3 separate regions of the Mus musculus genome follow, and all the other regions are linked to region 1. Evidence: chromatin contacts called from public Hi-C and promoter capture Hi-C data. All regions are on one chromosome and are shown on one strand. Each heading gives the region's core, a stretch centred on a gene start, on an enhancer-like site or on the middle of the called end of the contact. The rest is flanking DNA. Distances are from core to core; before and after follow the strand shown. Region 1 overlaps Man2a1 (mannosidase 2, alpha 1). Region 2 overlaps Fer (fer (fms/fps related) protein kinase). Region 3 overlaps Rab31 (RAB31, member RAS oncogene family).

Region 1 (3,014 bases), core at 225-2,724:
CTGAGGTAACAAAAATGAAGAACTATTGAAAGATAAGCCCTCAACAGACTGCATCTCAGGTTAAATGCTAACTATGTTTGCATTGAGGGTTGTAAAGAGATTCTCTAGAAGTATTCTTATCTCTGATCATGTTTTATTAAAAAAATACCCATTTGACTTAAATAGAAAGAAAAATCAGAAGTTGGTAGGTAACAGCTTAATGGCCAAAGTAGTTGTAATCATTGATATAAATTTGAATATTTTGTATGTTAAAATAATGTGGAAAAGTGCAATCCCTCAACCCTTATGATAAATGTAGTTGGTTTTCATACTCTTTTCCAATGAACCTCTTGGCTACCCTTTCCTACCCACACATTTAAAAAAATAAGTGATAATTTTAGTCGTTCACCAGTAGAAAAAGAGGTGTATTTTCATTACTTGACAACATGGGATGGGTGCAATTTATTCCATTGTCACTGAAACAGAAGAAGCAGTTCCACTTTAGGTACCACAAGGTGTCTTTCTATACAGCTCATTTGAATACAGGTGTTCCAAGGTGGGGTTTTCTATTTTTAAATTACCATATCAAAAATAAATGTGCCTTATTTTTTTATAAGTCTTGTTAAATCTTATTACTGTCCATATTACTGTTTGGGAGGTGGGGTATTGGGAGGTTGGGATAGGGGGTGGGTACTTTCTATGACACATAAATTATGTAAAATTTTTTGCTTGATAATGCTGGCCACATCCTGATCTGTGTCATTACATTTGTGGTGATGTTACTCTAAACATTTTGACTATTTGAATGTACTGAGATGTCAGAAAACGAAACAAGGGAGAAAAATATTGCTAATTAAAATATGCTGCTGCCAAGGAAACTGCAAGTTGAAGCAAGGATTTCGTAACCCACAAGATCCAAGTACTTCTTGCATTTCACAGTACTTAACCGCGTTAAAGAGAGAATGCTTTAAAAATAGACTGTTTTCTAAAATCCTCTGTGTGTAGCTCATCTTATGTTCCTTACTAAAGAACACGTTCCAAACATTTGTGTGTGGTAAACTCAGCGTGTTAGTCTAGCCCATGTACCATCATGGGACCTTTGAGGTCATTTGAGATCATTGTTTCTGTAATAGAATAATAGTATTTAATTTTGGTATAGAAAGAATGCTTTGGCTATATCCACTTTTGAAAAATTCTCCTCAGTGTCTTAACCTAATTTAGTATTCTTTGACTTTAAACCTCCACTTACCTCTTACCATTCCAGTACATTACAGAGAAAAGCATTTCTGCCTCACTGTTTATTCTGATCGTCATCTGGATTCTTCCTCAAGATGCAGCTCCTACATTCGCTGTTCTGTTGAGTTCCTAAAATCCTTTGCCTATAATCATTAAGGAAATACCAGAATGACAGGACCATTGCAAGGGTATAATTTCATGCAGTAAGCATGTGACGTACATTCCCTTCCTCATTTGTTGGGGAATAAGCAACTGAAAGTACAACAAAACCACTTCCTCCTATAACCTCTGCAGACGCTAGCTAGGACGACCAAGCGCCAGTCCCACGAATATGATCTATTTTCTTGTTGTATCTTAAGTGTATGCCTTCCTGTGGATGTTCACTGTGCTCTGTGGTTAAGTGGCTATGCTTAATCACTACAGAAGTTCTGATGAGGCCAAATGAAACCAGTGGCTGACATAAATAATAAACAAAAACAGCAGACACAGGGGACCCACTCTGTGTTCTGGCCACCAGCTCCTTATTCACAGGTGAAGCAGAAACTCTATGTAACCAGCAAGCTTCTGCTTTTTAAAGTTATTTTCACATTACAACACTGGGGAAATGAAGAGAGGGTGTCTTTTGCTTTGGGTTATGGTCAGAAACTGGTTTCTCTGGCACACGTGGGCAGTCAGCCACACTTCAGACCTGACAGCGGGGGAGGGGGGGGGCGGTCTGTTTAGTTAGGCTTGGTACATCTGTTATCACAGATGCTCAGTGGACCAAGACTGTCTCGCTACTCTCTCCCCACTCTCTGAAATTTTAATTTTGTTTAGAGGTGCATGGTTCAAATATCAGCATTCTAAAAAAAAAAATTGATTTAAGAAAATGCTGTATGATGTTAGAAGACATTGTAATTATCATCCCGTGTCTTTGCTGTACTCGTGCTGAAGTGTTTTCACAGTCCTTTGTCTAGAAGAAAATGTTTACTTTCATTGTGATTATTTTGCTCATTGAAATCAACAGGTTTTGATATTTTTCTCTTGGAAGATTTTTATAACTTTTTGGGAATATGTAATATAAGATCTCTAATAAAATATAATCTTATCCTGTGCATTGTCTTCTGGAGTAATTCTTAATCCTACTTTCAAACAGATCTATTAACACTTTTATAACAAAGAAGTAGAGCAAAGCAGCCGAGGGGCCAGGTGGCTGTTCTTGGTTCTGCTGTGACAAAATCAGCTCTCTTCAGCCCAGCCCTAGTTAAAAGGGTGGGGGGGGGGGGGACAGGATGAGGGTGTGTTCTGTGAACAGGTGGTAGATGAATATTAGTGAGTTCACATCTGTGTGTGATAGATTAAAGGAACACTTTGGTCAGATTCTAGATATGGAAAGAACAGGGCAGAACAGGATATGAAGGTAAATCAGCACACAGAGCTAAGAAGGCCCTTGTAAATAGATCCAGAAAATAAGGCCGAAGGAAGAGAGAGTTTCCGATGCTGCTACTGCCCTGCCCGGGTGAATGCACAGCAGCCATGGCTGAGGAGCACCTTCAGAAAGCGCCATTGGCTGAGGGCAAAGAATACTATCCTGAGGCTCCACAGGTGATGTGCTAACTGGAAAACTTTGATTTATTTCTGGTGGCATGCAGTAAAATGTACAAAACAACAACAACAAAAAACAAAAAAACAAAAACCAAAAAAACCATTTCCCTGGGGAGGTAATGAAAACTAAGTCCTTGGCTCTGTAGGTTTTGGTTCTTCTCTCTCTCTCTCTCTCTCTCTCTCTCTCTTTCTCTCTCTCCATATATATATATATA
Region 2 (2,818 bases), core at 106-2,605, 860 kb before region 1:
TAGTTCTTCTAGCCCCAACATGTTTACTTTTAAACAAATTAATACTTTTGGATTTTTTGTAATGTCAATATACGTTGGAGACACCCCACTTTAAACTTGAGATGCCTGGGACCCTTGATGACAAGGGAGAAAAACTTGCCTGGGGTACCATGTTTCAGAGCATGAGGCTATGGTCTCTTGTGGGCCCCAGTATGAGTTCAGAGAGGTCCCAAGGTTGCTTCTTTGGTGCAAGCACCTCATGATGTCATTTCTGCAATTATTCTTAGTACTTACCATTTTTTTTTTTTTTTATCTATTTACTGTTCTTTCTCTCTCTTCCTTCCTTGATTAAGCCGGTATTTGGTGACCTGGCAAGACATAGTAGGAGCCCGCTTGATATCCAGAAGCTAGATGTTACCAATAGTATTAAAGTGAAGGCTGTTCATGAGTTCACGAGAAATGTATGTTATAGTCATTCAATAATACAAGTAACCTAGAGTCACAGGCAGAGATGAGTAAGTCTGCAGCTGTTCACCCAGCCTTAGTGTCAATTCTGTATAATAAAAATAGGATAGTTTTATCATAAAATTGAGGTTGGAATAATATACAGATATTTCCCAGAAAGTCAGCAATGGGTTCCTCGGGGGTTGTGGTAAATCTCTTTCCAAATATGCCCTAGCAATGAAAACACAACACAGTTAATATATGCTGTGTGCCTAGATTGGGCAGATCTACCGCTATACTACCATCTTCTCCATCTATCGGACTCCTTAGAACTTGCAGTTTCTCCAGGCAATGTGCTTCTGCTCCTCTTTTCTTCCTCCTCTGCATCCTCTTCCATTTCTCCTCCTTCTCTCTCCTACCTTCTGCTCCACCTTCCCTTTTTATCTGCCCAATCATCAGCTCTCCTTTATTTTACAAATTAAGGTAGGAAGCAGGAAATCACCTGAGTGCTGACTCATTCCTTCTTTGCAGCCACTCACAGGAGGAGAACAGATTTAACATCAAATATAATTAGCCCCAGGGCTATCCACAACACTCGGGTTCAGGGATGATGGTGGCAGCCCCGTAGGATTAAGTGAGGCTGTTTTTGTAGACAGACAGATGGGGTCCTGGATGTTTGATCTAGATTGCAGATCCAAAGACTGAAGGGTTAGCAGTATGATCTCATGTTTGTCCTTTTATGAAACCATACTGTCTCATACATGTCTGAGATACTGACTTTGTAACCCCAATACTGCTGTCCCCAACCTCACCAGAGACTGGGGGTTGGGAGATACAAAAAAAATTGTGCTTGCTATAAAACTTTTATGTTTGAGATTGTATAGTTCCCTTTTTTCTGTTCTAAATCTGTACTACTCTGTGTCATTAGAAAATGTTGGCACAGGAAAATAGAGAAGCATTTACCCACCCTCTGTGAACTTTGGGATTCCAACTTCCTTGTATGATTTCAATAAAAGACTGGGGCTGAGTCAAGTCTAGGTGAACCCCCTGACTTCCGAGTTCAAGGGCTCCCATGTCAAAAAAGAACAGCCTGTCAGTATTGTATGTCAATTGTACGTTTTCTTATTCACCTACCAGGTATCCCTAGTCCTTGATGACCCCTGACTCTTGTCGAAGCTGGACCCTGGGAAACATAATCAGTTAATTTCCCAAATTCTATTACCTAACTCTGAAATGCAATTTGTATTTTGTGACTCAACAACAAAAACATACATTTGGAATATGTGTTGGTGTCATATTAATTTGATTAAAAAATAATTACAGGATTTAAGATAAATATATGAATTGATTTAAATAATTTGATGTACTTTATTTTACATTGTATTTCCTCTAAAAACAATTTTGATGAATTATATACTGCTCAGGTTTGTTCACAATGAAGAAAATCACTTCCAAATTTGAGAAATAAAGCAGTATTCCAAGTTAAACAAACCAACCAACCAACCAACCAACCAACCAACCCAACAACCCAGTGGGCCATCCTTTTGACTGGAGGATAAACTTCCTTCTAACTGACTCACGTCTGTGTTCACAGATATGTGCTGACTAGCAGGCTCACGTGCACAGTGTGGAGGATAAGCTATATCTTACAAAATGGGATTTGGGAGTGACCTGAAGAACTCACAGGAAGCTGTGTTAAAGTTGCAAGACTGGGAACTACGGTTGCTGGAGACAGTGAAGAAATTTATGGCTCTGAGAATAAAGAGTGATAAAGAATATGCATATACTCTACAGAATCTTTGTAATCAAGTTGATAAAGAAAGCACTGTGCAAGTGAATTATGTCAGCAACGTGTCCAAGGTAAGAATGACCCCACTTGTTTTGTATAGGGTCACATTTGTCCTTTGAACAAACATCATATTATAGAACGAGCATACCCATGGCAACTTGCAGTGTTTTAAATTTTCTCTTAATACTGTCTCATCCGCATCCTCTAAAGGATCTTTCTGTGTGTGGTGTACACATGTATGCACAGATCGGGGCGTATGTAGGTGCACACACCTGAACACTGCATGTGGAGGCCTGAGGAGCATAGTGGTGTTTTGTATAGCTTTCCAGCTCAGTCCTGAGTTAGGAACTTGGTTAGGTTTGGGCTTAGCCTAGATGCTAGGCTGTGTGGGCAGCAAGCTCCTGGGATCCACCTGATTTTGCCTCAAAGCCCCGGGATTGCAGGCACATGCGGTCAAGTCTGCCTTTGTTGTGTGAGTGGGAGTTGGACCCAGGTTTTCAAGCTTGCACAGCTACCACCTTTCCCTACTAAAGCATTGTCCTCATCCCCGTGCCCTCTAAATTTTTATGTGCTTATTTTAGAATTCTTTCAGTTCAGAATACATTT
Region 3 (2,700 bases), core at 136-2,635, 970 kb after region 1:
ATGTACCACCAAGCCTGGCTTACATATCACTAGGGATCAAACCCAGAGAGAGAGCTTCATGCACTTCACCCACTCTACTACCAACTGAGTTACATTCCCAACCCCTAAAGGTGTGATTAAAAACAAAAACAAAAAAACAAAAACAAAGTTTTAGGCTGACAAGATGGCTCAGTAGTTAAGAATGCTTGCTGCTCTTGCAGAAGACCCAGGTTCAGTTCCAAGCACCACAACGCAACAGCCCACAAACATCTGTGATCCCAGTTCCACTGGACATCTGGGACTTAATATCCTCTTCTGGTCTCTACAGGCAATTGCGTAAACATGATGCACGGAAAATACATTTGGACAAAATATCCATACAATTTTTTTTTGAAAGATTCTAATCAAGTGGCTGAGAAACTGGCTTAGAAAACGGGTACATGAAGAATGATGGATGAACTGAGTTCAATCCCCAGGACACTCTTGATAGAAGAGAACTCCCCCAAGTTGCCCTCTGACAGATGATCATCTTGCTTCTCTAGCTCACCAAAAAAGCTGGCGTTTCACTTGAGCCATCTGCAGAAGGCAAGGACTGGAGTTAATAATCGTAAAACAGCTTAGCGCTTTCACCATGAAGGGTATTTCAAGGGCTGGCCTTCAGGCCGGCTCTGCTCAGCTGATCTGTGGAATGGACTTAGGGTGGAGCTCTCCGCCACGCCCCCATGCATGCGCCCCAGGTGAGCATGTCAATTGAGAGGATGTAACATCTGTCATGGCTGGTGCATGGCAGGGGCGGAGCCACCACAACACCCTGAGAGCCCGGCAGAGAGTCCAAAGAATAAAGAAGTACAAGGAAGTACATAGTTCTCCAGCCAAGAGAACTAAGGGCAGCTCTCTCCAAGCAGCACTTTTGGGGTAAAGAATAGGGATGATCCTGGGTGTGACCTAAAAACATGTGAGGGAGGAGAGCCAGGTGGAGCATCTGCTTCAGAGCCCTGCGTGCTGGGGTTGGACGTGGGTGGGCACCTCTGAGTGTTCAGACCCTCCCTACTGTGTCTGGGAACCCTGCAGGCCAGGAAAGGTAGCCTACCACCTCCCTCTAATGGAGTTTGCAAACCAGGGAGGTAGCTGATAACCGATACCGGTGGGGTCCAGCCTACGGTCAGTACAGAGAAAGCAGGGTTTCGGAGATGCTTATGGCTAGAGCGAGCGAAGAATGAAGAAACAGATGGAAGATGCCTGAGAAAGGACTCTTAAACCACGGACCATGATGTAAAGTAGAAGAACGGGGCGTGGGTCCAGCCAGGGTGAGGCTGCCACTCGGCCCGCCCAGCAACTTCTAGGACACAGTTGCTTCCTGGAGGAACCCTTGCAGCACAGGGCGTTTCCGGTGCCTTCCTGGGCAGGGCAGAGCAGGGCAGAGCGGGGCAGAGCAGCTGTGTAGTTTCCATTCCCCTGAGGGTGGCATGGTTGAAGGAAGGGCTTAAAGCAGCTGAGGAGGGACAAATGAGCTGTCACTGGTGGGGGTGGTGAGGACCCGGGCCAGAAAAGTGCAGGCCAAAGGCAGTGGTGGCAGTGAATGGAGTCTTTAATTTTTTTTTAATTAATTAATTTTCTCTCCTTCTTCTCCTCCTCCTCCTCCTCCTCCTCCTCCTCCCCTCCTCCTCCTCCTCCTCCTCCTCCTCCTCCCCTCCTCCTCCCCTCTCTTCTCCTCCCCTTCCTCCCCTCCTCCCTCACATGTTTTTAGGTAACACCTGGGCTCGTCCAACTCCGTACCCTAAAACTATGAGCCAATTAGAAAATGCTCGTAGTTTGCTGGCCTTTAATTCCAGCACGGGGGAGGGGAGGCACGGGGAAGGGGCAGGGGGCACAGATACAAGCAGATCTCTGTGAGTTCAAGGTGAGATGCCAAATCTCTCAAGTTCAGACTTCATTTAGAGAACCTGACCTAAATTTGAACAAGTTGCTACTCCACAACAACAACAAAAAAATTAGCCTAGCTCTAGTCTCTAGGCTAATCCCCAACAAAACCAGCGTTTCCAGGCTATACCCTCAACAAGACCAGTGTCTCCAGGTTATTCCCCCAACAGACCTGCACCCCAGGTCACAAGCCCACACCTTGCCTAAAGACCACCAATGCAGAGGGGAGCAAAAGTTAAGGGTTTTTTTGGTTTGGTTTTTTTTTTGGTTTTGGTTTTTTGGTGTTTTGGAGACAAGGTTTCTCTCTGTAGCCCTGGCTGTCCTGGAACTCACTCTGTAGACCAGGCTGGCCTTGAACTCAGAAATTCACCTGCCTCTGCCTCCCAAGTGCTGGGATTAAAGACATGCGCCACCATGCCCGACCCCACAAGTTAAGTTTATGATATGACTCACAGCACCAGCCAATTATGTTAAAGGCCACGGTAGCTCTCCAATTAGATGCTTGCCTTGCCCTAATAGACGTTTCAGGCTTCCCCACCACCAAAACTGTCTTGCGTGACCTTGGGGTGGGGGTGGGGGGGCGAGCTAGCTCAAACAGAATAAAGACCCTGCTGTGAGTTGCCTCAGCTTGGCTCCTGTGTTCGCTGGCACAACAAAGGTTTGGTATACAATGCAATTCCTGGACAGCCAGGGCTGTTACAATGAGAAACCCTGCTTCAAAACGAGGACACAGAAACAAAACCATCAAACAAAAAGTAAAAAAAAAAAAAAAAAAAGAAAGAAAAAGAAAAAAAGAAAAAA

The links. Promoter capture Hi-C pulls out the DNA fragments that hold promoters and counts their contacts. Hi-C and Micro-C count contacts between places; a contact is called where the count stands out from the background.
Region 2: a Hi-C map of bone marrow-derived macrophages shows a contact between it and region 1, with 11 read pairs. The contact joins two enhancer-like sites. A contact is called at or near these places in 1 of 39 promoter capture datasets (embryonic stem cells) and 1 of 484 Hi-C or Micro-C datasets (bone marrow-derived macrophages).
Region 3: a contact with region 1 is called in a promoter capture Hi-C map of pre-B cells, with 5 times the contacts expected there. The contact joins two enhancer-like sites. A contact is called at or near these places in 1 of 39 promoter capture datasets (pre-B cells) and 1 of 115 datasets of contacts at active chromatin or transcription factors (large pre-B cells).

The regions. Positions count from the first base shown.
Region 1 is chr17:64,752,802-64,755,815 of GRCm38.p6, forward strand. It overlaps Man2a1 (mannosidase 2, alpha 1), which reads left to right. Exons shown (of 22, transcript NM_008549.2): 22 at 1-2,309. Among named protein-coding and RNA genes, the nearest start is that of Dreh, 13 kb to the right of the region's middle. Within about 2 kb of position 1,475, at least 140 of the 459 cell types and tissues checked have an H3K27ac peak or open chromatin away from gene starts, as enhancers often do. A contact at or near this core is called in bone marrow-derived macrophages and pre-B cells, where this site is marked.
Region 2 is chr17:63,894,001-63,896,818 of GRCm38.p6, forward strand. Fer (fer (fms/fps related) protein kinase) reads left to right here. Exons shown (of 19, transcript NM_001037997.3): 2 at 2,018-2,283. The coding sequence starts at 2,077. Among named protein-coding and RNA genes, the nearest start is that of Fer, 31 kb to the left of the region's middle. Within about 2 kb of position 1,356, at least 9 of the 459 cell types and tissues checked have an H3K27ac peak or open chromatin away from gene starts, as enhancers often do. A contact at or near this core is called in bone marrow-derived macrophages, where this site is marked.
Region 3 is chr17:65,723,081-65,725,780 of GRCm38.p6, forward strand. All of the region lies in intron 1 of Rab31 (RAB31, member RAS oncogene family), which reads right to left. Among named protein-coding and RNA genes, the nearest start is that of Rab31, 48 kb to the right of the region's middle. Within about 2 kb of position 1,386, at least 152 of the 459 cell types and tissues checked have an H3K27ac peak or open chromatin away from gene starts, as enhancers often do. A contact at or near this core is called in pre-B cells, where this site is marked.